7 separate regions of the Mus musculus genome follow, and regions 2, 3, 4, 5, 6 and 7 are each linked to region 1. The links are chromatin contacts, called in public HiCAR-type and promoter capture Hi-C maps. All regions are on one chromosome and are shown on one strand. The core of a region is the stretch at or near the end of the contact, and the rest is flanking DNA. Distances in the headings are between cores, read along the strand shown. Region 1 holds the start of Psmc1 (protease (prosome, macropain) 26S subunit, ATPase 1). Region 2 holds the start of Ndufb1 (NADH:ubiquinone oxidoreductase subunit B1). Region 3 holds the start of Galc (galactosylceramidase). Region 4 holds the start of Ptpn21 (protein tyrosine phosphatase, non-receptor type 21). Region 5 overlaps Eml5 (echinoderm microtubule associated protein like 5). Region 6 holds the start of Eml5 (echinoderm microtubule associated protein like 5). Region 7 holds the start of Ttc8 (tetratricopeptide repeat domain 8).

Evidence for each region. Promoter capture Hi-C pulls out the DNA fragments that hold promoters and counts their contacts. HiCAR-type assays count read pairs that join an accessible place to other places. Capture Hi-C pulls out chosen DNA fragments and counts their contacts.
Region 2: a promoter capture Hi-C map of erythroid cells shows a contact between it and region 1, with 6 times the contacts expected there. The contact joins the promoter of Ndufb1 here to the promoter of Psmc1 in region 1. A contact is called at or near these places in 2 of 39 promoter capture datasets (erythroid cells and liver).
Region 3: a promoter capture Hi-C map of liver shows a contact between it and region 1, with 4 times the contacts expected there. The contact joins the promoter of Galc here to the promoter of Psmc1 in region 1. A contact is called at or near these places in 4 of 39 promoter capture datasets (the 3T3-L1 cell line, erythroid cells and hippocampal neurons), 1 of 484 Hi-C or Micro-C datasets (the G1E-ER4 cell line) and 1 of 9 other capture datasets (liver).
Region 4: a HiCAR-type map of astrocytes shows a contact between it and region 1, with 7 times the contacts expected there. The contact joins the promoter of Ptpn21 here to the promoter of Psmc1 in region 1. A contact is called at or near these places in 7 of 39 promoter capture datasets (the 3T3-L1 cell line, cranial neural crest, embryonic stem cells and 4 more), 17 of 484 Hi-C or Micro-C datasets (the Ba/F3 cell line, CD4 T cells, LSK cells and 12 more), 8 of 115 datasets of contacts at active chromatin or transcription factors (astrocytes, embryonic forebrain, embryonic stem cells and 4 more) and 3 of 9 other capture datasets (adipose tissue, embryonic stem cells and liver).
Region 5: a HiCAR-type map of astrocytes shows a contact between it and region 1, with 4 times the contacts expected there. The contact joins the enhancer-like site here to the promoter of Psmc1 in region 1. A contact is called at or near these places in 9 of 39 promoter capture datasets (the 3T3-L1 cell line, the HPC-7 cell line, embryonic stem cells and 4 more) and 2 of 115 datasets of contacts at active chromatin or transcription factors (astrocytes and large pre-B cells).
Region 6: a contact with region 1 is called in a promoter capture Hi-C map of embryonic stem cells, with 6 times the contacts expected there. The contact joins the promoter of Eml5 here to the promoter of Psmc1 in region 1. A contact is called at or near these places in 6 of 39 promoter capture datasets (embryonic stem cells, frontonasal cranial neural crest, hippocampal neurons and 3 more), 7 of 484 Hi-C or Micro-C datasets (B cells, CD4 T cells, cerebral cortex and 4 more), 8 of 115 datasets of contacts at active chromatin or transcription factors (T-cell acute lymphoblastic leukemia, embryonic brain, embryonic stem cells and 4 more) and 1 of 9 other capture datasets (adipose tissue).
Region 7: a HiCAR-type map of astrocytes shows a contact between it and region 1, with 6 times the contacts expected there. The contact joins the promoter of Ttc8 here to the promoter of Psmc1 in region 1. A contact is called at or near these places in 3 of 39 promoter capture datasets (the 3T3-L1 cell line, hippocampal neurons and pre-B cells), 2 of 484 Hi-C or Micro-C datasets (B cells and muscle stem cells), 2 of 115 datasets of contacts at active chromatin or transcription factors (astrocytes and stem cell-derived neural progenitor cells) and 2 of 9 other capture datasets (adipose tissue and liver).

Annotation. Positions count from the first base shown.
Region 1 is chr12:100,108,490-100,112,450 of GRCm38.p6, reverse strand. It overlaps Psmc1 (protease (prosome, macropain) 26S subunit, ATPase 1), which reads right to left and starts at 2,249. Exons shown (of 11, transcript NM_008947.3): 1 at 2,240-2,249; 2 at 67-120. The coding sequence starts at 2,242.
Region 2 is chr12:101,974,085-101,978,045 of GRCm38.p6, reverse strand. Ndufb1 (NADH:ubiquinone oxidoreductase subunit B1) reads left to right here and starts at 2,308. Exons shown (of 3, transcript NM_001378525.1): 1 at 2,308-2,386. Cpsf2 (cleavage and polyadenylation specific factor 2) reads right to left here and starts at 2,072. Exons shown (of 15, transcript NM_016856.3): 1 at 1,912-2,072.
Region 3 is chr12:98,257,341-98,261,301 of GRCm38.p6, reverse strand. It overlaps Galc (galactosylceramidase), which reads left to right and starts at 1,843. Exons shown (of 17, transcript NM_008079.4): 1 at 1,843-2,167. The coding sequence starts at 1,973.
Region 4 is chr12:98,735,571-98,739,531 of GRCm38.p6, reverse strand. It overlaps Ptpn21 (protein tyrosine phosphatase, non-receptor type 21), which reads left to right and starts at 2,127. Exons shown (of 19, transcript NM_001146199.1): 1 at 2,127-2,167.
Region 5 is chr12:98,793,846-98,797,806 of GRCm38.p6, reverse strand. Eml5 (echinoderm microtubule associated protein like 5) reads left to right here. Exons shown (of 44, transcript NM_001081191.1): 37 at 1,186-1,300; 38 at 3,188-3,376; 39 at 3,521-3,693. Among named protein-coding and RNA genes, the nearest start is that of Gm35463, 6.6 kb to the left of the region's middle. Within about 2 kb of position 1,881, at least 10 of the 459 cell types and tissues checked have an H3K27ac peak or open chromatin away from gene starts, as enhancers often do. A contact at or near this core is called in astrocytes, where this site is marked.
Region 6 is chr12:98,899,710-98,903,670 of GRCm38.p6, reverse strand. Eml5 (echinoderm microtubule associated protein like 5) reads left to right here and starts at 2,187. Exons shown (of 44, transcript NM_001081191.1): 1 at 2,187-2,839. The coding sequence starts at 2,643.
Region 7 is chr12:98,918,334-98,922,294 of GRCm38.p6, reverse strand. Ttc8 (tetratricopeptide repeat domain 8) reads right to left here and starts at 1,721. Exons shown (of 14, transcript NM_029553.4): 1 at 1,512-1,721. The coding sequence starts at 1,625.

The DNA of each region.
Region 1 (3,961 bases), core at 1,000-3,499:
CCATACAGAACTCGCCGAGACCTAAGGCAGTTTCTATGGCCCGATCAGATCTTGCTTGGTATTTACCTTGTCATCCTTCTTGCCACCCCCAGGACCATGGCCACCACTCTGGCTTTGACCCTGAAAGATAAAAAAAGACAAAACACACATAAATTCAGAATACTATCACTTCACTGGTACTTTGGCTCTAAAACACAAGCACCCCCACCCCCACCCACTGTAATGTGTGGAAAATGAGTACCTGGGCTCCCAGGTATGCACTTACTGTGTAGACATTACTTGCCTCTTAGAACCAAGAGCCATGCGACAATGAGGAGCCAGTAAGAAAGCTGGCAGCCAGAGAGCACCCCTCTCAACCGGGAGGTTCAGACTTGCCACCCTCTAATGTCAGTTACCTCCCCGACTGTGAAAAGAGACTCGCCACGCATGGTCATTTACTCTCTCCAGAGATCCACAGGACCCAGAAGACTTTCAGCAGCAACCTACCAAGCTCCTATCCTGACAGCCTGGGACCCAGACAAGACTTCCTTCCCGATCTGAAAAGCTGTCATCTTAAAACGCATGAAAAGCTCATCGGGATTTCTGACTTTAAAACAATGCTTAACACTGGGCGATGCCTTAAATGGTGGTCCTTTAAATTCCTGTGCAAAGATATGTGGTTTAGTGTACGTGTGGGTCTGTGCCCGCATGCCGGGGCACTCGAGAGGAAGCCAGAGGGCGACTTCCAGGGATTCTTTCCTTCTGCCTTGTGGGTCCTGGAGTCAACTCAAGCTGCCAGGCTTCATGTCGAGTGCCATCCCATCTGCCCAACAGTGGAGCTTGAAACAGGAGTAACAGTGGACTCACTGATTCACCACCCTAGGGAAGCACCTCTCACTACAACACTGGTGGCTTCAGTACCAGGACAAAACCACCTCAGAAATGATGCCAAGCATAAAGCACATTCGACCACACGCAAGGCTCGGACCTACTCAGAGCTGGAGTTACAGACCATTCTGGAGCCTGCTGGCATGCATGGGTGCCGGGAACCAAACGTGGGTTCTCTCAAAGTGCAGCAGGTGTTCTTTACCCCTGAGCCGCTTGATTCTCAAAGCCCCCTTGATACACAGGCAGATAAAAGGACCAAGGTCCAGGGAGGTTAACGGCCCTGTATATTGTCACAAAGCTTGTTAGACAGAAATCACACTAAGTTCTGCTGTCTCTCAAACCCAGAGGGTTTCTCAACTGCTCTAGAAAAGAAAGGATTTGTGCCCCACCAATGGTCACTGGCTGTATTTCTGTTTCCTCATTAAAATGGGGACATTAATAATAATCTTCGGGGTTGTTCTAAGAAGTAAGAACAACTCTGGGGAAATGCCTGGCGCATGTTCGGGATACTTTTTGTTTGTTTGTTTGTTTGTTTGCTTTTCCGAGACAGGGTTTCTCTGTGTAACTTTGGCTGTGCTGGGACTCACTCTGTAGACCAGGATGACCTCGAACTCAGAAATCCACCTGCCTCTGCCTCTCGAGTGCTGGGATTAAAGTCGTGCGCCACCACCGCCCGGCTTGGGATACTTTTCAAAGTCATCACCGGTCCTTTGTGTGCTCTGGCCTTCACCTACATTCAGATGCATTGGCCTGGCAGCTCATGATTCGGGCGGACTTCAGGGTTGCCTCCTTTTGCATTTCCTGACCCTCTGCCCTGCCCGGGCTTCGCTCAGCTATCAGTACAGATTACTCCCTTACAACCTTAATTTAGGCCTCGATTTAGATTTCACATCCACGAAGGGTCCTTCGCTGATACCCTAACAAAACCAGCCACCTTCTTACAACACAGCTACGTAACGATCTGGCCCGGTCCTGTTCCCTGACATATTTATTGTCTCCCTGCTCTAGAACGGAAGCGCCATCATCAACCGTGCTCGCCCGGTAACCTCCGTGCCTACATCTGAATCCGGCTCAACCAACCAAACCGGAGAGCGCTGAGCCGTCTGCGGAGAAACACTACGCTGGCTCTGCGGCTCAGCCGCTGTCCCCAGCGTCGGCCGGGCTGTCCCACTCGGCTTCAGCCCTTCAGCGCCTGCCTACTCGAGCGGTTCACAGCCCGGTCTCTCCCTGGGCGCCGTGCATCCTGCCCGCGTCCGCCAGGGAGTGAGATCCGCTCCGACCCGCGATGAACCCGAGCGTCACATCGCCTCGTCCTCCCGCCTTGGGGCGCATGGATGTTTGAGACGACCAGCCGAAACCCTTAGTCACTCACCATCTTCCTTCAGTCCTCCAAATCGCCACCGCCGGAAGTGCATCCACCAAAGCGACCCGGACAGAACGGAAGTAACTTTAAAAAAAAAAAAAAAAAACAGGCTACGGAAGCCTATCGGGACCAACTTCCTCACGGGCGAAGTTGAGCACGAAGGGCTTATTTCGGCGGTTTGGTACAAGGATTGGTTAAACATGTGGGCACTTAAAATAGTTTACTCGAGGGAATTCTAAGTAGCTGATCTTGGGCTTTTGTCAGTAACTTAAGACAATGATCTTGGACGTTGGAGACTTGGGGAAAATATGAAAATTTTAGAAATTTAAAAGGATGCAAAATTATAATTGGGAAGAAGTATTTATGTCAGGCAGGAATGGCGCTTGGGACTGAGAAGTTGATGTGTACACAGCATTTATGATCTTCTTTAGTTTCTGAACTTTGTAGCTCTCTTGAAAATAGTTCTTTGCCGAAAGAGATCTAAATGTGTGCTTTTTTTTTTTTTCTTCCCTCTGATGACAAGGGACTGATGATGGTGGCTAATACTGTGTTAAAATTACCCTTGAGGCGCTGGAGAGAGGGCTCAGCAGTGAAGAGCAGGGGACCCACATGGCAACTAACAACCATTCAGGGCACCTGTAAGCACGTGATGTGCAAACTCATACATGTAAACATAAACAAAGTAATTAAAAATTAAAAAAAAAAAAAAGACAGGACACTGAATGTGGAGAGAGTCCAAGTATCACTGAGGAGGGACACAAACTGGGGCTTGGGGCCCCAGGCAGGTGTTACACATTGTTATTAATTAGTGTTATTAATGTTAACGATAAATTCTTTAGCTTGTCCATGTAAGTACTCTTTGTGTTCCTATTCCTAAGTAAGAGTTTGAGGGATAGGAAATCTGACTCCCTAATTAACAGCTACTTTGAACAAAAGAACTGGTTAGTCAAACAGCCCGAAGGACCTGGCTATTTTGAGTACTCCACAGACACACTGAGAACTATACACAATCCCAGTTGATGGCCTTAGCCGTTCCCAACACCTTGTATCAGACCTTTTGCTATCATTCAATGAATTTCAGAAGACCCTGCCATCATTTCTACCTAGCCCAGGTGGGGCTATTTCCCCTGATGGTCCAGCAGACAGAAACTGTGTGTTGTAAGGTGAAGGTTAAAGGGACAAGGTGACTGGTGCCAACACAAACCTTCATCAATACCCACGTGTGCTATGGTTATCTGAATCTTTATCTTGCTATATATACAGGCTGCTCCAAGCTTGCTGGGTGAGTTGGCTGGAGGACACTCCATTGCTGCCTCCCTGGATGTTGTAACATGAGGCTCAATAAAAGACTTCCTTTGGTCTTGTCTTGCCTGCTTTGATGGTAAAGGGAGGAAGTTAAATTTACTCTTGGGAGGCTGGAGACATGAACTGGTAGCACAGAGAAGCAGCAGATGTGGTGAAGGCAAAGGCGGTGGACCAACGGTGGCAGCAACGTTTAGATGTGTGATTGGGCGCTGAACGGCAACTGGATTGTTTGACAGCAGTGTGAGACAGAGGGAGAAGGGGATGGAAGCAGAGAGTTGTAAGAAGGCGAGAGCTGTAAATGGCTCCAGAGTGGGTAGAGACATGAGGACTGTGAGTTGGAGACCAGCCTGGTCTACGTAGCAAGTTCTAGGCTAGCCAGGGCTACATAGCCTCTGTCTCAGAGGCAAAAAAGTTACAAGTGGGAAG
Region 2 (3,961 bases), core at 1,059-3,558, 1.9 Mb before region 1:
AAACCAGTTTACTATTCTCTCAAGGTCTGGCTCAAAGTTTCCTCCTTTCTCATCCTTCTTCCATTATTAGTCTAGACTAATGTGAGCCACAGATGTAATTTAAAAATTTCCCAGCCACATTTACAGCAAAAAGAGGTAAGGCCTGGTGTTTTAACGGTGTCAAATCATCACTTCAGCAGGTCGTCATTTAATGAGTCAGTTTCCAGGGTTTTTGCACTGTGTTCGGCGTGTACTTTCCAGTTCATTCCCATTCAAGCCAACCTCATTTCAAGCGCTCAATACTGCATGTGGCCACTGTAATAGCAGAGGTCTAGACTCCCAAATAATGCTTTGGGCTGGGGAACGTTGTGGTTTTGCCACTGCGTAAGAGCAAAGTTGGCACCACCCTCTTTTTATGTCCATGTCTCAGACCGATTTCAATGGTATTACCAACCATCAAGTTTCGCAGACTAAAAACCATTCACCCACTACCAGTAAACTGGCAGTCACAGGTGGAACCCTATGTAGGTGGCATTTGCTTCATTTCTTCAGGTGGTTCTTCTCCTGCCTCAGCGAAGGTTCTTGTTGCCTTACCTGAATGGCTGACACTGCATCTAGTTTTCTTATCTCAGGTTGGTCCTGCATAGCCTTATATGCCAGATCATCCTAAGACATAAATACCTCCTGCCCACTCCCTGCCAAGTGTGCACCAGCTTCCTGCTGACTAAATGCAAGACAAGCTCCAAGACCACTCACAAGCCGACCTAATCTGCACCTTCAGTCTGCACCAACCACTCTTCCAGTTTTTGATTTGTTAAAAATCTCCCCAACAGTGCTCAGCCTTCTCAAGTTTTTAATCCCTCTTCTGCACCCAGGAATAACTTTGTTCTCCCAGGCTTAGCAAATTCCTCTTGATCTGGCTCAGGTGCAAGCTTTTCATTGTCCCCAGGTAAAGCTTCATTACTTAGCACAAAGGAGGCAGGAGGAGTGTTTGCCAAGGGATGATGATTGTGTCCAAAAGCGATCATCTTTGCATCTCCCAAACCAAGCACAGTGCTCGAAGCAATAGAAATAAATGTGCTGAACGCACTGAACCCACCATATCGGGAATTCCCCCAGGGCAGTGACTTCGACTACCTCTGCTTCATCTCGAATATATACCAGATACTTGCTTTCTCAAGAATGATCGTTCACGCTGAGGTCAACTAATGAGAAATACGCAAAGACGGATCTGGACTAGTCCTGGGGCTCACAGTGGGAGAAGTCTCTCTTTAATCGTTCAGGTAAAGAAAGGCTTTGAAAGGGGCAAAGGAATCGTAAAATTAAAGGGTAGAAAAGTAGGCATAGATGATGCTTAAGTTCTCCTTGTCACAGGGGCCAGAGTACTGGGGCTGGATATGGCCTGACTTCTGGTTTCCTGAAAAGTACGTAAGCAAGGAAACTAGGAATGGGATCTTGGGAAACGTGGTGATTGTGGTAGCGCCGAGAGAAGTTAATTCTATCAAGGCGTGGCATGAGCCTCTCAAGGGTCTTTGGAATTAAGGAGCTACGAAGGCACCTGCTGGCCTCGTGTTCTCTGAGCCCAAGATGGGAAAGGCAGAGATGGGGAGGCTTGGGGAGTACGGCGGTACAAGGGGAAAGAGCCCAGGCTGGACGCGGATTAACTTTTAGCTCCAGCTGATGAAAGCTCAGAGGAACTAGACAGGAGGGAGGGCAAGGAGGAAGCATAGGCGCGCCCCAACACCCCGAGGTTTCAGCCCGGGGAAAAGTCACTTCTCTTCCCCCTTGCGGAACGCTTGTTCCAGGAACCACGGAGACTGTCACAACCGAAACCGCGGGAGCGCGTCCGGGCGACACCGGGCCGACGCGGGAACCCATCCCCTTGAGGGCCTCCTCCCAACCCGAAGGCTCCTTTCCGTCTCCCGTCCTCACCTGCCAGGCCAATCTCCCCCCGGCACCGTCCGCCGCCCTTCCCAACCCCTAGTGGAACGCAGGTCGGAGAGCGAGCAGAGCTAGCGCGCGCTCAGCGGCGGAGAGCAGCCGGCAGGAGCCCCTGTGTGGTGGCCGCCATCTTGGGCCTGAGCAGAGCGGCTGAGGCGGGGACGACCCGGGCGACACCATCTGTAGGGGTGGTGACGAACCGGGTCAGGGAAGAGGACAGCGCAAAAGCTCGCAAACCTTGTCAGCCTGGATCCACGTCTTATTCAAAACGTGTCGCGATCATTCACAGCTTAAGATGTACGGGATTCGCGCGTGAGAAGGGAGAGAGAAGCGCCGGTTTGCCGACGCCACCCCCTCTCATCAGGGCTGGCGCGGCGAGTGGCAGCTCCTTAGGTCACGGCTTCCGCCGGCGCCAGTGGCCTAGCTCCCTGCGGCTGTCCTTGGTCGCCTTGTCACCAGGCTGAAGGTGGGTCTGGGGACCCCGGCGCCACCCGTGGTGGTGATGCGGGCGGGAGGGTTCTGGGGAACGCTCGCATGGAGGGGAAACAGGGTCGCCTTCGGTGACCCCTGCGCGCTGCCCGCCCCACGCCTTTTACAAAGACTGCTCTGGGGACGATCTGATGGCCTGGCTCTCGGGGGACTCGGAAGGGTTCTCAAGGATCCGACTCTTGAGCCCACAATAGGGAATGCAGCTCCTATCCAGAAGCGGGGCGCGGTCGCCCAGGCGTCTGTCTCCTCGTCCAACTCTCCTGATTGTGAAACCCGCACGTAGCCATTTGCCTTTTAAAAACAAGGCTTTCTGCTTGGTTTCCAGTCCGTGTTATGATCTCAACGGTTTCGGTTTTGCTCCATCCATTCCATATCTTAGGTGACACTTTGTAATAATTATAAAGAACTGTGGGGTCCAGTCCAACACAAGGTATTATCTCTTAAAAAGTCTACATGTGCCTGCAGTGGTGGTGGCGCATGCCTTTAATCCCAGCACTTGGAAAGCAGAGGCAGGTGGATTTCTGAGTTCAAGGCCAGGCTGGTCTACAGAGTGAGTTCCAGGGCAGCCAGGGCTTTAAAGAGAACCCCTGTCTTGAAAAACAAAACAACAAAAAAAGTCTACATGTTTCCAGCATGAATCCAGATAGAAGACTCAGCAAAATAAGACTCACAGCAGTGTCTGTTATTCTTGAAAAGGGAAAGAAACTTTAATCCCAGCACTTGGAAAGCAGAGGCAGGTGGTATTTAAGGGAAATACCTTGTGTTAGAGAAAAATATTAAGAAATATGTGGGATGTGGGGTTAGTTGTTTTTTGTTTTTAAAAAGTCTCACACACACACACATGGAGAGAGAGAGAGAGAGAGAGAGAGAGAGAGAGAGAGAGAGAGAGAGAGGCTCTGCAAAGAAGAAAAGAGAGGAGGAGTTATTTAACTGTTTACCTCCGTACACAGGAGAGAGAGTAGAACAAAAGAGCTTAAGCCTGATCAGGATACAGATTGTCTGGGGACTATGCTAATCCTGACTCTTTACCCTATACTTAAAGCAAGTTACTTTGCCACAACTAAATTTGGATTTCTTCATCTGAAAAAAAAAAAAAGCCCCAATCTTGAGACATGGTTACTTAAATCTGCAGTCTGTGGTGAGGAGTATATGAATTAGCTATGACGCAGAAACGCCTCGTCCATGTGGCCTACATCTGTAACTCCAACTACTTTTGAGGATGAGGCAGAGGGATAGTAAGCCAGAGCTTCACAGTAAGACTGTCTCAAAAAACAAATACAAAACAAACAAACAAAAGATTCAGTTCTTGTTAAAAGCTTGCCCAAAAAAAAAAAAAAAATTGGATCACTTTAATATTAAAAAAATAAATGACCAAGCCGGGCATGGTGGCACACGCCTTTAATCCCAGCACTCGGGAGGCAGAGGCAGGCGGATTTCTGAGTTCGAGGCCAGCCTGGTCTACAAAGTGAGTTCCAGGACAGCCAGGGCTATACAGAGAAATCCTGTCTCGAAAAACCAAAAAATAAAATTAAAAAAATAAAATAAAATAAAA
Region 3 (3,961 bases), core at 594-3,093, 1.9 Mb after region 1:
GGATTTCCTGACTGGAGATGCAACACCACCAGGTGTCTCGGGGTACTGCTGTCATGACTCTCCTGCCAAGGATTGCACCCTCCAACTGTAAGCCAAGACAAACCTTTCTGTCTTTAAGTTCTTTAGCACATAGTACAATTGTTACAGCACCGAGTAAAAGTACTGAAGACAGTAGTCTTGAAACACAGATTTAGGTTTGTCTTTAAGGGGGAGCACAACTTATTCCAAAGATAGTTATGCAAAGCCTATGATCTCTTAAGCCCCAGGGCCTGTCCTGTGTCTTCTCCTTGCCACTCTGGTGTCTCAGGGGCTTGGGTGGGAAACTCAGCTTATTGTATGCTTTCTACTAAAGGGGGAGAGAGAGAGAGAGAGAGAGAGAGAGAGAGAGAGAGAGAGAGAGAGAGATTGATTTCTACAAAATTAGGGGAATCTAAATTCTCAGGACAGTTCACTTTCCTATCACATCAGTCTTACTGACAGTGGAAGGTAGCTTATGATTGTTTCGAGGAAGCATAATTTCACCTTTGTCATCCTTGGGTCCTAAGAATTAAACTGCTGTGACAGACTAGATGGATGAAGCACATAAATTTAAGTTACAGGGCACAGGGGCATACCCTAAGAAATTGAAGACTCCCCCCCCCAAACAAACAAACAAACAAACAGTTAATGATAAACATGCTGAATCTGATCAGGAGCAATTTAGGTTGTAAAATGTGCCAGGCAGAGAGGCAGAGAGGCAGAGAGGCAGGCAGAGAGACAGAGAGAGAGGCAGAGAGGCAGAGAGGCAGAGAGGCAGGCAGAGAGGCAGAGAGGCAGAGAGGCAGAGGCAGAGAGGCAGAGAGGCAGAGAGGCAGAGGCAGGCAGAACTCTCTGAGTTCAAGGTGAGACTGGTAGATGGAACAAGTTCTAAGAACACAAGCTGCCAGCAGGCACGTCCAACCTTTTCTTATCCTGACACTATGTTGTCCGCTATAGACTTCACACTTGAGGTCTGCACAGTTGACTATTTTAATCATAAAAAGTCACAGAATGTCTTGAGTTAAGTTTATGTACAATTTTGGGGTAGGGTGCTTTCATAGCAATCATCTGCTCCATGTGGTCTCAGGCACAGGTTGGATGCACCTGCCAGGGTATTTAACTGGGTAGAGAAGTGAATAGGAAGGCAAGGGTTACTGTAACAGGAGTTGGCAAACATTACCACTTCCTCTATGTAAGTCAGGGCATCTTTCATAAGTGATTTTCATAGTCATTTTTTATTCAAGAAACAGAATAAAGGTCCGAGTATTCTGAACCTATTGTATTTTTTAGGTCTCGCAATTCAAATTACTATATAGCAACATTTTGGACGAGTAATCATATTAACTCTTTTAAGGCTAAAAGACCTGGATATAGCAGACTACTCAATCGAACAAACTTTGTCAGCTAGCATTTGCTAAGTGTATATAAGTGCACAATTATGACTTCCCGAGTGCCTATTATCTTACTTTTATCTTATCCGGAGTTCCCTGACTTGCTGTTCTGGTCTCACGGTGGTTTAGAAAAATTCAGGGTCCTCAAGCCAAGCGACTCAACCAAGGTGACCGCTTAACTGGGGGCGCTTAAAGCCAGGTCCTCATTGCTGTTTCCTACTGGGAATGCTCGGCTAGAGTAGGACCACTCAAAGCCCTCTTTTGACCGTTGTTGACCATTCACTTCCCGTTTTCTAAGATGATCCATCAGGTGAGGTAGGAAGAGTGGTCACTAAGTAATTACACGCAGAGACCGGTCCCGCCTCTTTGACACAGAAGTGACAAGGCAAAGCTCGCTCAACCAGCCCCCCACCCCGCCCCCCCAGCTCAACACAACAGCGGCTGCGCGGACAGCCCGCAGCCCTCACTTAAGATGGCGAAAGCTTCCTCAGCCGCCCGCTCTTCTTCCTCAGGGAGGCGATCGGGCCCGCCTCCCCGGGCGCCACAGTCGCGTGACCCGCACAATGGCTAACAGCCAACCTAAGGCTTCCCAGCAACGCCAAGCAAAAGTCATGACCGCCGCCGCGGGCTCGGCGAGCCGTGTTGCGGTGCCCTTATTGTTGTGTGCGCTGCTAGTGCCCGGTGGCGCCTACGTGCTAGACGACTCCGACGGGCTGGGCCGGGAGTTCGATGGCATCGGCGCAGTCAGCGGCGGCGGGGTGAGCGCGGGCTGGCGGGAGGCAGGAGTGCGGTGCGGCGCAGGGACCGCAGGGACCGCAGGGACCGCCGGGGCCGCCCCCTCCCACAAGCCCCCGCGGCGTTGCCGGGCGAGCGCACGCCGCTTCCCCGCGCGCCGGGGTGAGATGAACCCGGGCTGGCGGTTAGATTGCAATGGGGAGCCAGGCGTCTCGAGGGGACAGGCGTCTGCTGCAGTCAAGTGGCCCGGGCTCGAGGGAGCCCTCGTTCTGGATCGCCGGCCAGGGCTGTCCTTGCCGCGCTGGAAGGGTCGCCTCCGGAAAAAGCCAGAGAGGGACTGCGAAGCCTCAGCGAGATGCTTTGGGGAGGGGGGGGGGTGGGTTCTCTTCCTTCCCAGGGAGTTAGTTGGTGGAGCCGTGAGTCAGAAGACATAGGCAGGGTTTGGGGACCCTTCTTGAACAGTGATTAGCACCCCGTCCCTCCCTGTAAGACCTCTTGGACTCTTTAGAGTTGTGTAAAGCCTGAAGCGATCTGGGATATTGTTTTAAAAGAGGGCCACCTTCATCCACTAACAGAAACTGTGGCGTGTCTGTGTTGGAACGAGGGAATGCTGGCTCTGTTAGGGCACATAAGAATCATTAGGTGCATTGGTTAAAATTTAAGTTGTCTTCCTCTCCCATTCTGACTTTGTTAATAAACACCAGCTAATTCTCAAAAGATGAGGTCTTGAGAGTGATTTCTTGTTGACTCAAAGATCTCAGGACTGGGAAGTGGGTTTGCTTTTAAATTGAAATCTTAAGAGTAGTTTTAGATCTACCGAAAAGCTAGGAGTGCAGTAAAAAGTTCTATACCCCAGTGTGTGTGTGTGTAATAATGAACTAATCTATTCTCAGTTTATTTAAATTTAAAATAGCCAATATTTCTTATACAACCTTAACGTCTCCTTTTGGTATCTTTGTGATAGTAAATCTAAGTGTAAAGGCTTTTTTAAAAAAATGAGATTTCCAGTTTTGCTTAATTTACTCAACTTTTAATTATTAAAATAATTTCATAACCTGGTGTGATGTAGTAAGCCTTAGTGTGTGTGTGTGTGTGTGTGTGTTGGGAATGTTTGTACATGTGAGTACTGGTGCTTACAGAGGCCAGAAGCACGTGAGTTGCCATCTCTCCAGCCTCCAGAGCAGGTAAATCTATTAAATAGTCAGTTAGTAATGTCTCTATACTATGTTATGTATTAGTCAGTTTAGGAAAATAGTAAATGAAGATGGATGACCATTTTATTTACACACCAGTTTAAACTTGTGTGTGTACAACATGTTACCTAGCACAGTTGTAGCAGCACTTAGATTGCCCTCTCTTGACTTTCACATATTTAGGGAAAGCATTTTGCTTCAGTGGTTGGCATGTGGGCTTCCGAGGTTGCTGGAATCATTCTGGCACAGGACACTCACCTCCTGGTTTTGACAAGTTAGTTCATTTTCCTTTGCTTAAGTTTCTCTTCTGAGGGAACAAAGCAGCTGGGGGTGGGCGGGTGGTAGCATTGTGAGGACAGGTGTGATTAGCCAATTATGGTTCTTGTTCCCTCTTAAGGGTTATGGAGGGGGAAGTTGTTTTAAGATTTCACGGTGGGATGTTGGTAAAGTGCCCCATACCCTAGTTTCTAATACTACAGAAATACTGCATACAGCAAAGGGGCGTTTTGACCATCGAGAGACACAGTTACCAAGACACAAGCTGTTTATGGGTCCTTTTGCTATCTTGTCTTCACTGCTTTCAACCTAGAGACCCAGTGGTTTCCTTGGTTACCTTGTGTCTAA
Region 4 (3,961 bases), core at 878-3,377, 1.4 Mb after region 1:
CACTATTATCATTTTAGGTCAGAGCTTTCTTTCTACAATTGTGTGTGTGTGTGTGTGTGTGTGTGTGTGTGTGTGTGTGTCACTATTATCATTTTAGGTCAGAGCTTTCTTTCTACAATTTTGTGTGTGTGTGTGTGTGTGTGTGTGTCTGTGTCTGTGTGCGTGTGAAAGAGTATGTGCATACAAGTGCAGGGTCAGGCAGATGCTCGAGGTGTTGGGTCCCCGTTGGAGCTGGCGTTACTGTGTTTGTGAGCCACCTAAAATGGGAGCTAGGAACTGAACACAGGTCCTCTGCTAGAATAACCCTTCCCCTTCCCTGCTGAGTCATCTCTCTAGCACTCTTTCTAAATTGTATTTGTATAACTTAATTAGAATTGCCTTCAATTGTAGAAGTGTGTATGACGTGCCACTTTCTGGGCAATAAGATGTAGACATGTGCACTGTGCACGTATGTGCATAATAGTCTGTATCTCTCTAAGAATACATAGGAATCAAATAGCTCTCTCCAGAAAAGCTGGGTGTCTGGCAGGCAGAGTGGGAAGACTTTCACTTAACAATCATGTTGTAAATGTTGGGGTTAAGCCATATAAATCGCCTCACCCCCTTTTGTAGGAAATATTCACCAGTAACTTATGCCTAATAATGTGTCCTCATGCCTTGCCATGGGGATGTTTCTGCCAAATTCACATGACTGAGGGAAACAGAGCTTAAGTGCATGGTTGGTAAATGACATCTGTAGACTGTGAAGAAGTTCAACTTGGTTGTCTAAAGCACCACTTGGGTTTTAGGATCATTTTCTATTTTTAAATTTCTTTCATTTTCTTCCCGATTCAATTAACACGTTTTTATTTAGTGCCTACTGTCTGCCCAGAACTGCCCTCGGAATTCTAAGAGGTATAAATGAAGCCTCTACGAAACAATTTATAATATTCCTGCCAAGTGCGGCAGCCACGGCGTGGCTAGAACTTTTTTTTAATCTTGGAAGTAGAGCCCTAAATTGAGTCGGAGAGGCGTGGAGGGTTGACATAAATGGAAAGGGGTCTGGTGGCGCTGCCCCCTCTTTGTTGGGGACAGTGGGCATGCTGGAGAGAAGGTAATTAGAGTGGCCAAGGACGCACTCTAGACCACACATAGAGGTCTAGTAGCTGAACTTCACCTTGGGCGAACACTGGGAAGGACTGACAAACCCGAGGGAGAGTAACCATGGGAGTAGTGCGAAGAGGAAGAACTCTGAGGAGATGAAGCCAGGTGCTCGCGGTGTGGTTTAGCAAGAATACAGTATAATAATAAGCACTGGAGTCCCGCTGAGGGCAGCTCCTCTCAGTTCTCTCTGAGCTACTTCCATGGTTACTCCTTGGCAGTAGTCCTTCCCAGTGGTTCTCCAAGGTAAAGCTAAGCTATTACACATAAAGGGGAGATCTAGAGTGGCTTCCCTGGGCTTCCTTATTTCTAGAACTCTTATCCCTCTGCTCCCTAGTGGATTCTGGGGAGCAGCACCTCCAGCCTGCTGCCCATTTGGGTCAGCTTTCCACTTCTCTCCAAGTTCAGAGTTCCTACAGAGGAGCAGTGTGTGCTTGATGGGAGGAGCAGGCACTTAAAGCGGGTAGGGTAGGGGGCGTGTAGAAAGTCTTGAACTGTCTTCAGCAATGTTCAAGAGTACTCCAACAACCCCAGTTTCTTTACAGACCACCACCTAATAATGCAACCAAGCCCTTTCTACCTGGACTCAAAATAACCTCCTCTTCACCTCCCTTTTTTCTTCTTCTTCAAAGCTCTGCTTTATTTGGAAACTTAAAATAACTGGTCACACGGTTAAAAACAGCAGCGGCGCGCCCCCTCCCCGGTGGCCGGCCGCAGCTGTCCGGCCTCCCCCGCGCCCTGCCGCCCGCATTCCAACTCTCTGAGGTCACGCGCCGCCGCCTCCCCGGATCCGCGCGCCCGGCCCTAGGGGAGGGACGCGGGCCCCGCAGCTCCGGCCCCGGCCCCCGAGCTCCCCCAGAGAGTGCCGCCGCGGCCCGGCCAGTGCGGGCAAGGCGTGCGGTCGGCGCGCGGGCCTGGGGCGCGGGCGACCGAGCAGCAGAGGCTGCGGCGGCTGCGAAGGCGCGGAGCCCAGGGAGGCGGGACGCAGAGCCGGAGCGCGGCCCCGACCCGGCGGGAGCCGGAGCAGGTGAGGCGCGGGGGACTCGGGCAGGGGCGTAACAAAGAGCGAAGTCTTCCCTTGCTCGCTCTGATCTCCTAGTCATTTCTAAAAAGAGTCTGGAACTTCTATTCCGGACTCCTCCGCGGATAGTTGAGGCTTAGTTCTGGATCGGGGTTTGAAATCTTGGGCATATTTGTGACTCTCGGAATATGTGGAGTATGAAGGTTGCCGTATAACTTTGGCAACAAGGGGCATAAAGGAAAGTCTGTTTGGCAACTCCTTGTTTCGGTTTTGGAGCAAAGCGTCTTTACTCCTGGAGGAAGAATTCTTGGATCTGCAAATTCCGACTTGTGATTTCTGTAAACCCTGTTTAGATTGGCTGCTCTGAGCATGCTTGTCCTATCCCCAGCCGCCGCGGCCGAGAAAGCCTTATGATTATAAAGAATGTTAGTAAAAACCTTCTGAATCTTTATGAGCTCCAAGGAACCACTGCAGTATGTCTAATAGTTACTGACCCATGTTTTCTTTTCTCTTTCTTTTTAAGTTTTGGACAAGACAACAGTTCCACACTGGAAATAGTTGTTTTGTTTGTAGGCCATTTGGTTATATGCACAAATGTTCTGTGAGAAACAGGATTGATTTAAGGCACTAAGATATAGGCGTTCTAAAAATGTTAGGCTCTCTTTTTTAGTGAATATTTAACGTTAAAGGAATAGTGGCAAAGTTCCATGAACATGTGGTGACTGACTTGAGGTGTGACTCGAGTTAAAGTCTCTGGTGAGACTCAGAGTTAAAGTAAATTTGAGAAACCTCTAGAAGGGGGTATGGCTAAGAAAAATGAGAAATGGACTCGCTAACAGTGCAGAGCATCTTCTGTAAACCCGTGAAGCAGGATTTAAATATGCATCTTTTCTTATTCTATAATGGGATGATTTTATAGAGAAATTAGCCTGATTTTCTCTTTTAAAGGCTATATATAGTCTATTTCATTTAGTAGTTGGCACCTATACCAACCCTCTCCAGAGTATCTTAAGTTTCTACCTCTTGGCTGTAATATTGAAACATAAGTTATGGCATCATCAAGATATATTAATCAAACATAAAATTTTAAGTTACTAAGCAGTTTTTCCACAGTAGGTTTTATATGAATAATCAAGAAACCAGACATTCTTAGGAGAAGATGCATAGAAATTTAACAATCAAATGATAACAGTTGCCCAAATAAAAAGAGAAAACATTGGTTTTTCCTCCTCCCCAGTGCTGTAAAACATTCCAAATCTCAGCGACAACTGGAAATTTGAGTTTGTCTATTCAGAACTTAATAATTAAGCTATATAGTGTAGTATACTGTGTTAAGGGCATAGTTCCATCTTTAGAGTGGAGACACTAGCACATTTGACAGTATATAAATCAGATGTCTTCCCTTTGGACGCATGAAACTTTTAAAAATATACGTTAATGTTTTAGTTGCCACAATTTGAAGACTGAAATCTACAACTTATGAGATAATACTTTGCACACTACACTTTCGTTGTTGTTTAGGTTTAGAGAAGCACAATTAGTGTATCTCCTAGGTAAAAGCTTGTTTAACTTTTTAAAAGTATTTTCATTTTCTTGATTTTTTTTTTCATTTTTGCTCCATTGTTCATACTCTGGAAACAGCAAAGAATATTGAAAAATATTGCAGACAGAGACTTTATCTTATTATAGCACACACACACACCCGCCCGCCTCCAATTCCGTCTATGGAATAGTGCTTTTACCCAAGTAAGGCAGTCAGCAGTTACTAACATACTGCTGTAGGTTCCCCTTTTGTTCCCT
Region 5 (3,961 bases), core at 632-3,131, 1.3 Mb after region 1:
AGAAAAAGAATTGAGGGTCTGGAGAGACAGCTCAGCAGTTATGAGCATAGACTCCTCTTGAAGAGGACCCGAAGTACACACACACACACACACACACACACACACACACACACCAAGACATGTATGCACATAATTTAAAAATCTGTCAAAAGTCAAATTAAGGCTGGGTGTGGTGGTGCACCTGGGGAGCAGTGGCAGGCGATCTCTGAGTTCGAGGCCAGCCTGTCTACACAGATGTTGCCACAGTCACATAGTGTGACTGTCTCAGACCCTGTGCTCCTTCCTCGCAAAAGATAAAATCCATTTGCTACCAGTGTAGTCACCTGCAGAGTAGAAATGACACAGCAACTGAAGGGCAGTCTCTCCTGCAGGTTGGAGCCCAGTTCTCTACTGAGCAGGAGTTATGGGAAGGTGTTTTCTCCAACTACAGCAAACAAACTGAATTATTTTTCAGTTCTTTCGAGAGAAACTCCATAAGTCGCTCTACTTCACCCTTTCTATAGTACTCGAAAGCCAAGTGTCTCCCACTGCACACTGCCTCATTCCGCACCTCCACTCACTGCCAGCTACACTGTCTCAGCAGTGGATCTTAGTGATTGTAGAAGTGTGATGTCCTTTTGGCCCTTAAAGGTAAAATCCGTGGCACTGCATCTATAATCCTCTTTTTGCTTTATATTTTAGTTATCTTTCTAATGTTAAAAATGGTTTGGTTTGTTTTTTTGTTTTTTTTTTTTAATGGTTTTGTTGGGCTGGTATGATAGCTTAGCATTCCTGGGGATGAGTTCAATCCCCAGGTAAAGAGGTAGAAGGGGCAACAGATTCCAGAGTCGTCCTCTGACCTCCATCATCACCCCGTGGTATGTACACATACACACAATTATTTAAAAAATGTGGATTTTCTTAGTGGAGAGCTATAATGAAAAGTGCATTGTGATGAATCATGGACTAAATACAATTATGCTTGTGTCAGAAGAAAATTTTATTTCACAAAATAAAATTAACTGAACTGAGTATATGTATCTTGATTGAAATACAGTATGTATCCGTAAATTTCCTGAAAATTTAGAATACTGGAAGTTATAAATAAGGTATTTAAAATACTCCTGACAACTAAGTGTTTATAGTGAAAATTATTGTAGTGGTCAATTATAAATACTTACTTGGGTTTTGTTTTTATATACCTAGGTCAAAGGAAGGAGGCGCAGTTAAACTGTGGGATCAGGAACTGAGGCGATGCCGGGCCTTCAGGCTTGAGACAGGACAAGTCACAGATTGTGTTCGGTCTGTGTGCAGAGGCAAAGTAAGGTGTTCCTTGAGCCAGTGAGATGCAGCAGAAACTAGAGAGCAGCTGTGATCCCCGCGCTTTGCTTAATAAGCAGTACTTAATGATACATAGTGGTGCTGTTATTTGCTGTTCACTAACACAGAAAACTTGTATCTAAACACTACTTAAACCTCTGTATTGTCTTGAATCTGCTGGTTGAACTATGGTAAGATAGGATTGACAATCCTCACTATTGACTATTTCTTCACTTGACATCCTGACTTTTCCCCATCCCTCCTCTCCTGCCAGGTCCTCCTTTACAAATCCTTTCCCTCAGTGCCTGCTCCGCTTTTCCTCAGAAAAGGGAAAGCCCCTTTGGGTACCCTGGACATACAACTGCCCTAGGTCTAAGCACATCCTCCTCTACTGAGGCCCAACAAAATAGTCCACTTAGGACAAGGGGATTCAATGGCAGGCATCTGAGTTAGACAGCCTTCTGTTTTGTTTTTTGGTTTTTATTACTCGCTTTTAATTAGAGCAGCTCTTTCCATGTAGCTCCAGCAACAGCAGATTTCCATGGTGCTACTGGCTTACTCTGAGGAATTCCTCCCTTAGAGATCCCCATTCATGTGTGAGCAGGAGCTTGAGGTGCAATGCAGGAAATGTCTGGTTGTGAGCTATGGTCCTCTGTAAGAGCGGCAACTGCTCTAAAGTGCTCAAACATCTCTCTAGCAGCTTAAGCAGCTTTAAAATTTAAAATTTAAAGGTTTTAAAATGATGTAGTTTACTTATCCTGCATTTAAAAATAGACCTTTTTATTAATATTGTAAGGTGGCTTGTGAGAGGCACTGTTTGTATCAATGGGTGAGGGATGGATACTGACGAGATTAAACTCCAAGAGAACCCACTTTGGTCTTGCCTTAGCTTCCTGGGTGGATTAAAGATGTGCACTCTTACTCAACTCAGCTGTTGTACACGCTTGAGTTCAGTTGTCTCACAGAAAAGGATTATTGTTGTTTAAAAAGTCTTAGTAGCTGGGCACCACCTTGAATCCCAGCACTCAGGAGGCTGAGGCAGAGGCAGGCAGATCTCTGAGTTTGATGCCAGCCTGAGCTACAGAGTGAGTTCCAGGACAGCCAGGGGAACAGAGAAACCCTGTCTCAACCTCTCCCCACCTCAAATAAAAATAAATATAAATAAAGACAGGGGGAGGGGAGGGGAAGAGAGGAGAGGAGGAGAGAAGTCTTTCTGATGAATTGGGGCAGAGGTTTGTTTTGTTTTTAAGTGCATCCAATTCTTGATTTGCAGTTAGGGGAAAAAAGAAATCAGATGCCCTAGGATTTTTCCTCTTTCAGTGTCCCTTAATTTCCCCTATTCTGCTTCCCTTAAAAGCAACAAAACCTCATACATCTCTGTAAAGAGTGTCATGCACTTGCACTGCAGGTCTATAAATCGCATGCATGTGCTGTCCTGTCTGTATACTTAAAGCCTCGTTAGGTTTACTTTAAAATTTCTACTATTGAGACAAGTCCTTGCTGTGTAGTCCACGCTGGCCTGGAATTTGCAGTTATCCCTCCTCAGCCTCCGGGTGTTGGTATTACGGGTGTACGGCACCACACCTAGCATTCACTAACTTAAAGATGAATTCCAGTTCTTTCTCCCTGTGTGTCAATGCACTTATTTTCCAATCTGGAGGTCCTAAAGTTATCATAGTCAAAGCCAAAACTCTGCGACTGAAGCGTGGAAGGGCATCATTATAGTCTCTAGCACTGACTCTCCCATGTAGTAGCCCAGCGATGTTGCAGTTGTGTGGCCCTAGGAATAGAAATGTTCGTATGAACTAATGCTCGCTTTACAACTATATTAGCTCAAAGCATGTAACTATTGTATCGCATTAAGTATATTGGTCCTTTTGTATTTCAGGGCAAGATACTAGTTGGGACAAGGAATTCGGAAATAATTGAAGTTGGAGAGAAAAATGCAGCATGTAACATTTTAGTTAATGGCCATGTGGATGGGCCAATCTGGGGACTCGCAACACATCCCTCCAGGGACTTCTTCCTTTCTGCTGCTGAAGATGGGACAGTGAGACTCTGGGACATTGCTGATAAAGTAGGTACAAACGCTTTAATGAGAGGTTATAGTTTTTAAGAAGTGGAAATACTCAACTGCTAGCTTTAACTTGGTATTATTTGGAGGTGTGGGGAAATTGATTTCGTTTGTAATTGTTTCCTGTGACTCTTGCTTCTTATGCAGAAGATGCTAAACAAAGTGAATTTGGGACACGCTGCTCGGACAGTGTGTTATAGCCCCGAAGGGGACATGGTGGCTATTGGAATGAAAAATGGAGAATTTATTATATTACTTGTGAGTTCTCTAAAAATATGGGGAAAGAAGAGAGACAGGCGATGTGCAATCCATGATATCAGGTTAGTCAACAGATGGAATAGATTTTCCAGTTCATTTTTACAGCGACCACTATGAACATTAAAAAACTTGCCCATACATCCAGATTAGGTCCTGACAGGCTAATACCTTATTTTTGTCATATGGGGGGGAAACCATACCTATGGCTTCATGCCTTTGACACAAATGCTCTATTTCTTGAGCTATATACCCAGTGTCTATATATCAGTTGCATGCTGGTGTGGCTATATATTCTCCTTGCTAAATTAAAAATCCCAATGAGCCTCACTA
Region 6 (3,961 bases), core at 938-3,437, 1.2 Mb after region 1:
TATTTTAAGTACATAATATTTTGTTTTACATTTAATGATTGAGATAAAAATAAGGAACATCTGTGTTAAGTTCTGTACACAAAAAAGAGTGACCAAAGGCCTGGTTGTAGAAATTAAAACTATTATAATTTATAACGCATGAAGTCAATAGCTATAATATCACAAATTTCAGCAATGTATGTTTCACTTGCTTTACTTCATATGTGTATATCTGTTTATGTATGTACACATGCATGCGGACATGCCTTTGCATGTATGGGTAGAGAGGCTAGAGCTCAGTGTTGTCTTCCTCTATGCATCTTACTAAAATTTTAAAATCACATTTATCTATCTATCTATCTATTTATTGGTGACTACCAGGGGCACATGTGTAAGTGAGAATCAGAGGACAATGTGCATGGGTTGCTTCTTTGTAATATACATGGTTCTCAGGGGTCAAACTACAGTTGTCAGATATGGGGACAAGCTCTTTTACCTACTGAACCATTTTGCTAGCCCAGTCTTCCGCTGAACCTGGGCCTCAGTCGTTTTAGCTGGGCTTTACGGTTAGTGAACCGCCATGATACACCTGTCTCTGCCTCCTTAGCAGTCAGCTTTTTATGTGAGACCTGGAGATGCGAAGCTCAGTTCTTATACTTGGGCAGCAAGCACTCACCTTCTTAGCCATCAGCCCATGGCTGACCTTACATTTCTTTTATAGGCTGGAGGATACATATCTCGGTGCCAACACATGAACAGAAAACCACAAATAACTCCATTTGCTTGAATTTTAGAATACACCCCACATGTCTGAACTATGTAGCTTCAGACTGGACTAGGAGGCATCAGATTACCAAAGGATTATTGTTCTTTTACGTAAATGGTTCACCAGATGTTTACTTGTTGATCCATATCTGGGGTCTGGTTGCATGACTTTCAGAAAGCGGTAACACCTTGTCCAGGGTAAAGGCTTGACTGACTTCTCTGCCATGACCCTGCTAACAGATCGCATAGAGAACTGGTGAGATTTGCTTTCCTCTCTTTAGTATTCATGAATGGTTCACTTTCCAGCCACCGCTGTGCCTCCGTCATCTCTTTTGGTCTTAAGTTGTCATCTGAGGATGGCTTAATTAAGAATGTTTTTGCTTCAAACTCTACCCTTGGGTCATTAAAAATTGCAATGGAAAATATGATAATGGGAAAATAAATTATTTAAATCTAGTATTAATCTGAAGTTCTTAAATATGTACCATGGGATCTGTAAAACATTGTGTTGAAAAAAAAACTGTACAGAGAGAAATTCTTATTCTTCTACACCCTACCTCATAAAAATTATATGTAGCTAGTGATTAATATTTCACGATGTACGGCAACAAATATTTAATTTTTTCTAAGCATACATAGATGTTACATAGTCAACATCTCTTCCAGGAGTAGTCTACCTGATCACAATTATTTAGGCCATCTGATTTCACAATTACTTTAAAACATGCCCTTCTTCATTTTAATCAAGAGATAATTGCTGCTATCCAAAACAGCAGCTGAAAGATCTGCCAGCGGGGTGGGGGTGGGTGGTGGTGGGGTGCGTGGGGGGGGGGGGTGGGTTCGGAGTTTTGGTGGGGACAGTGATGCACATTTGTAATCTCAGCATTCAGGAGACAAAAACAGGAGGATTATGAGTTTGAGGCCTGTTGAACAACAGTAGTAACAAATCCAGGACTATTTATTAGGACAGTGTATCTAATGTGTCAAAAGCACATTTGCGAGGTTAGGTTTTCTTCTTGCCAAATTTCTGGACCAGAGAGCACCATGATAAGCAAACACACACGTATATGTAAGGTATGGAGGAGGCGATTAAAGAATAAAGTGAACATTCTATTCTGGTGTTATTCATTGGCATATGAAATAGCTGAGGTCTAAGGGCAAGCGGGATTCCCCAGAGATTCCTGAGCAAGCAAACCCAGCAACAGGAATCCAAATCTGGGTGGGGTAATCCAGGTCTCGCGAGGGTGGGAACGGGTGCTTAGATCTTGGTAGGGAGGACTGCGTGGGGGGGGGGGGCGGGGGGGCGGGGGGCGTTAACCACAGCCTGGTGGTGGTGAGCAGGGAGCTCTCTGATTCCGCTCTACTCCGGGAGGGGCGGGGCCACCTGAGAGGTGGGGCTAGCGCAGGGGAGGGGCGGGGCCGCGCGGCTCCGCCCTCCCGCCACTCAGCTGGGCTCGGGAGCGCGCGGCGCGGCTCCGCCGGGGCTGTGGAGGCGAGGTAGCGGCTAGACCGGAGCGCCGCAGGTGACCCGGGCGGGGAGTCCGGTGCGCGGGGCGGGCGGAGAAGAAGCGGGCTGGAGGCGCGTCCCCGTCCCCCCTCTTCGCTTGGTTGTCTTCCAGCCTAAGGCACTGGGCTGAGGGGACACGGCGAGCTCCCAGACGCGCGAGGCTCCCGGACAGCCGGCGGCGCTCGCGGCCCTCAGCATGTTCGGTGAGGCGAGGCTTTTCCTCCCGCCCGTGGGCTGAAGCGGCGGCGGCGGCTGCGGCGGCCACGCAAGCGAGATGCACCTGCCGGGCTCGGCTTAGAGGAGCGTCCGGGCCGCCAGCGGGAGAGCTTTCGTCACCCAGCCCCGGCGGCGACCGCGGGCCCGAGCCGCAGCGACGGGTGGGCGCACCGACATGGCGGCTCGGAGCGCCCCGAGCTGCCACCTGCGGCTCGAGTGGGTGTACGGCTACCGGGGCCACCAGTGCCGCAACAACCTCTACTACACGGCGGCCAAGGAGATCGTGTACTTCGTGGCGGGGGTCGGCGTGGTGTATAGTCCGCGGGAGCATCGGCAGAAGTTCTTCCGCGGCCACAGCGACGACATCATCAGGTACGGGCTCGGGGAGGCGGAGGGGTGGGGTGGGAGGGGGACCGCTGTCACCCCTGCCGAGCGCCCTCGGAGTTTGCAGCTGCCTGTCCTTCTGGAAGTCGTGGCCGTTCACGCAAAGGGGCATCACCCAGGACAGCGATGTGCATCTATCTGGTTCGGAGCCCACCCACTTACCACTCCGCTTTCCGCAGCGCCCTTTTCTAGGGGAGCGAGCCTACGGATGCTCCGCAGGCCTTCGCTTGACTGGATTTGTGACCTTTTCCGTTCCATCAACATCAGGAGTTTAGACTCCGTGATTGGTTTCTTGTTAAAAAGGAAATCTTATTTCGCTAGGGAAAGGAAACACTTGACAGAAGACTAACCCAAGCTCTGCGGTACTCAACTCTTGGCCGTAGTTATTAGTTCAGATTTCACTATCTGCAATTATCAGCAGATAGCAAAGAAACTCATGTGTTACTCGGAAGGCAATTCACTAGAGGTTAAAATTCGCACGCTGGAAGGCACTTGGAGGGTATGTCTTTTATGAGAAATAACCTTTACCACACCGATTTCCGATTCTGTTTATCTTCATCAGAGTAACCTTAAGTTTACTTTCTTATTAGTAATTTCAATCACAGGGTGACAGTATCTTGCTCTCTATTGATCTGAATCTTAACGTTGGCCGAGATGTTTGGTAAGCTGTACATATAAAGGGTAATTTTCCACATTTCAGTCGAACTCTAATGTTAAAGTTGGGAGCGTTTGAATTGATTATTGCCTCAAGCACATTTCTGTCTTCCAACAAAGCGAATGTATTACAGAAAAATTTGCAAGTGTGTTATGTTGTTGCTTCTGTGTTCTTGACCCGGGTTCTGTGAGCAGGCATATTTGTTTCTTCGTGGATGTTTCGAATTAGGCACATCAAAAATCAGTATAGTGGTTTGATGCAGCGTAAGCAAGACACTCTGGTGCTGAAACTCTACGAGATTGTTATTTTAGCTCTCTGTACATATATAAGGGGGAAGGGGACCCCAGGCAATTGGAAGGTCAGCTGGGATGGAACAAAGTAAAAGTTAACAGCATATAAGATTGCAGAGAAGGGAAGGCTTGGTGGGGGCTTATTATCATTCTCTTGTTCATTAG
Region 7 (3,961 bases), core at 472-2,971, 1.2 Mb after region 1:
ATACATTCCCTGCTGGCATTTAATGAGGAAGCGTCCAGTAAGCAACTCTTGGGAATCCTGTGCTGGGGAAACCATCCCAACTCAATGAAAACAACACATAATGTTCTTGAGAACCACTGAGCCTAGAACAATGTCTGGTACATCCAAAGGTCTTAACAAACTTCCCTTGTAACAATGGTAAAGAGATTTTATACTGCCTTGTTCCAAAGCATGCTGGATTGTGCTGGAAATGTCTTTAGCAGCCTTTGTAGGACCAATGTACCAAGCAACGCTCTTGGGGGGAAAAAAATCTCCATCTACACACTCACAGTCCTTTACTGAGCATGAATAATAACAACACTTCTAGAATCACCACCAATACAGTTTGTTCTGCCGGACGCCTATGACCATTTATTTGAGCATCCTTCATCCATTCGCTCAGAGAGCAGCAGAGTCCAGGAACAACCTTCACACTCAGGCTTTTCTAGCTTTCCCTTTCTTTCCTAACAACTCCAAGGCAACACCACTAGAGGGAAAGCAAGAAAACCAGGGTCTGAATAGGTACAATACACTGTGCATGTACCTAAAAGCACTGCCAAACTGGCACAACTCTACTCTTAGGCTCCTGTTTTTCTTCTCGCCTCTTCCAGGGGCTATTTATTCAATGATAATGTTCGTGATACCTCCCCCATTCATTATTGACCTTTGCATTCATTATACACAATAATGCTGTATTTATTAAGTTCCCTTTTGCCCGATCCCCTTTAAAGACAGGTTCTCCTTTAGCTCACCAGGCTGGCCTTGAACTCTCTACCTAGCTGAGCATGGCTTTGAACTACTGATCCCCTTGCTGTACAGGAGTATACCTTCATGTTGAACTGTTATATGTCCTTCTAACCAAGGCTATCAGGTCTTCTTCTGTCTTATATTTCCCTCCTACAAGAAAAGTTTCTCTTGCCCAGGTAGTTTCTTTAAAAATAAATATATCCTTCCCTCATCTACATTCTCATTCTTCTATCTTGCCTCCAGTTGAATTCATGACTCAGAAACAAAAGTTCCTTCACACTTGGACAGAGGTCTAAAAATGCGGTAGATCGCGTGCTTCACTATCTGGACCAAAAGACAGCTGTGTTTAAAGGCGGCTGCATCTCAAGTCTTTGTTCACATATATATTTTCCTTTTTAGAAATCAACCAAGTTAGGAGTGTGACCAGTGAATGACCAATGAACTATCAAAGCCCCTCACAAACTTAACAGAGTCCCTTTAAATATAACTAATTCTGAAAAAGGTGTGCTGAAGTTTATAGCAGGAGCTGTCAAAGCACAGGACTCAGGATTCCCAGGGGATGCAAAAGGCAGGGACCTACTGTCCAGGATTCCAAAGAGTCTCGCTCCAGGTGCCTTTGCGGATTACACAGGCAACTTCTTCTTGGGCCCTCCTCCCGGGCCTCCCTCAGGGGACAGAGGGATCCCGCCCTGAGCCCATGGCCTCAGCAAAGAGGATCCACAGACTGCCTGGGGCCGGCCAGGTACCTGATCATAAGGGGATTTCTCCAGCATCTGCGTGCATAGATCGGCGCAGAGCTGGAACTTCCTGCGTCTAAAATAGCTCCAGGCCCGGAGCAGTGGCTCCATCTCTGAGCCCATGGTGGTCCGGGACAACCCTCAAGGAACCCAGAGGCCCTGTACCCAGAGCCCGGCCCGGGGAGGGCGGGGTTCGGGAGCAGCGAGCGGGAGGCGTCTGGCTTTGCTGAGCAACGCGCAACGGCGGGGCCTGGCTAAGGAGGTGTCCGCAGCGCGCCTGAAAACAGGGGACGGGAAAGCCTCTGAGAGCCGACCTCAGCCAGAGAGTTTGCAAAGAATTGCTGGCAAAAAAGTGTTCTTTTAATGACAATAGATTGCATTAACTTTGAAAAGCCACCAAGCCTTTAAAAGAAACAGGTAGTGACTTAGACACCTCGGACAGGGTCCTCCGTGCTAACGAGAGATGCAGTTGCCTAGCAACCATCCGGTTGCTTACCCTGTAAGTGCCAAAAAAAAAAAAAAAAAAAGCCCACCTAAATTGACCCGGGTTGTGTCTCCTGTCTCACTACGCCCCACTTCGCGCATTCCTACTGCTGTCATATTTCTGACTCTAGAAACATAAATGCGGAAACAGTTTCTCCTGTGCCCTAAATCCAAAACCTCTACAGTATTTTTCCGTCTCACGGCAGTGTTCAAATTGCAAGGGATTTGAGAGCTTGCTTAGTCCAATACACTCATTTTACAGATGAGAAGATGAGATAGGCTCCAAAAAGAGAAATTATTTGCTTCACTTGTTTGGAGTTAAGGAGGCGAGACTATAATTTACAGATTGAGGGCATTTCTTCCAAAGTAGATAATGTATGGAAAGGGAGATTTGTTGTTGCTGTATTGTTTTGGTTTTCCTTTGGTTTGGGTTGTTTTCTTTGGTTTCAAGATCTTGCCATGCAGCCTAGGCTAATCTGCAGTGCAGCCTCCCTAGTGCCAGTGCATACAGGTATTTGACACCAGATACAACAAATAAACTTTTGAAACCCCGTTTATGGGCACGTGTCGTCTGTCAAATGTTTTCATGTGTGCAGTGAGTTTTGGTTTTGTTTGCTTTTATTCTTTCCCTGCAGAAGACCGAGTCCAGGGTTTTGGCACGCGCTAGATAAAGATTCTATTGTTGAAATCACTGAGCTAAATCCCCAGCCCAGAGTGGTTCTGACTGATTGAACCACTGCCCGACTTTCCTCTACACATTTACAAAGATGACAAATATCTAACAGCAAGAGCCCATAATGCAGAAATGAGGCTGGGGTGAGTCTGGGGGTGGCTTCTTAGACCATCCTCCTGCCTCCTTCCTACCATGACGGAAGACAGAAGAAAATATCTGAATAGTGAAGAGTTTTCTGACGGTGTCTACACTTTCTCTCACAGATAACAATCAATAAACACAGACCTTTTGCAGTTTCCTGAAACCACTAGAGAATCACAATGCAAACATTATATTTAACCCAGGTAGCTTTTGCAGATTTCAACCCGACGTCTACATTTCAGAACAAAGGAATGGATTGTGAATATTTCTAGTCTCATTTTCTAAGCAATCCTTCTAGAATTTTTGCATCTTGGAAGTGACTAATTATGAAGATTATAAGTTTTATAGTGATGATTAATACTGGTCCATCTGTGTTTCCCTAGAAGGGACTCTAGAGATGGAATTTGTGAGAAGGTCCCAGTGAGGTAGTCTGTGTGAAGGTCATGGTTTCAGGAAGGCATACATGTTGGTCATGGACAGCTTCAGTACTTCACAGGGGCCTTTTATTTTATTTTATTTTTTTATTTTTAATATAAAAGACTCCTGTGTAAATGATTTTCAACCCTTATACCCCACACTGACTGTGGAATGACCAGTTCTACCTCAGCTTCTAGACCATTGTGGTTAAAGGTATGGACCGCCACAGTACATATATCTTTGAAGTTTCTAAGGTTGTTTTTATTTTATGTGTATGAGTGCTTTGCTTGCATGTATGTCTGTCCACCGTGTTTGTGACGAGTACTTGAGGAGTCCAGAAGAAAGCATCTGGTTCCTGGAACCCGAGTTATCAAGTGTGAGAGCTGCCATGTGGGTGCTGGAACTGCAACCCGTGCCCTCTACAAGAACAGTAAGTGATCCTAACAGCATTGGCTTCTTCTCTCTGGCCCTATACACATTTTTTAATTGCAGAAAAATTTGATGTTTCCATTTTAAAACAATGCACAGATAGTACTGAGTTCAATGTATTCCTCACCCAGCTTCCCACATTGCCACAGTATGCTTGTCACATCCAAGGAGCTAACACTGATACATTATTAACCATATGCCTTATTTATTTGGATTTCAGTAATTTCCTGCCAATATTACTGGAATTCCAAAAATGATTTTTTTGGGGGGAATATACAGTCTCTTAAAGCTCTTCTTCAACTGTAGCAAACTCCAA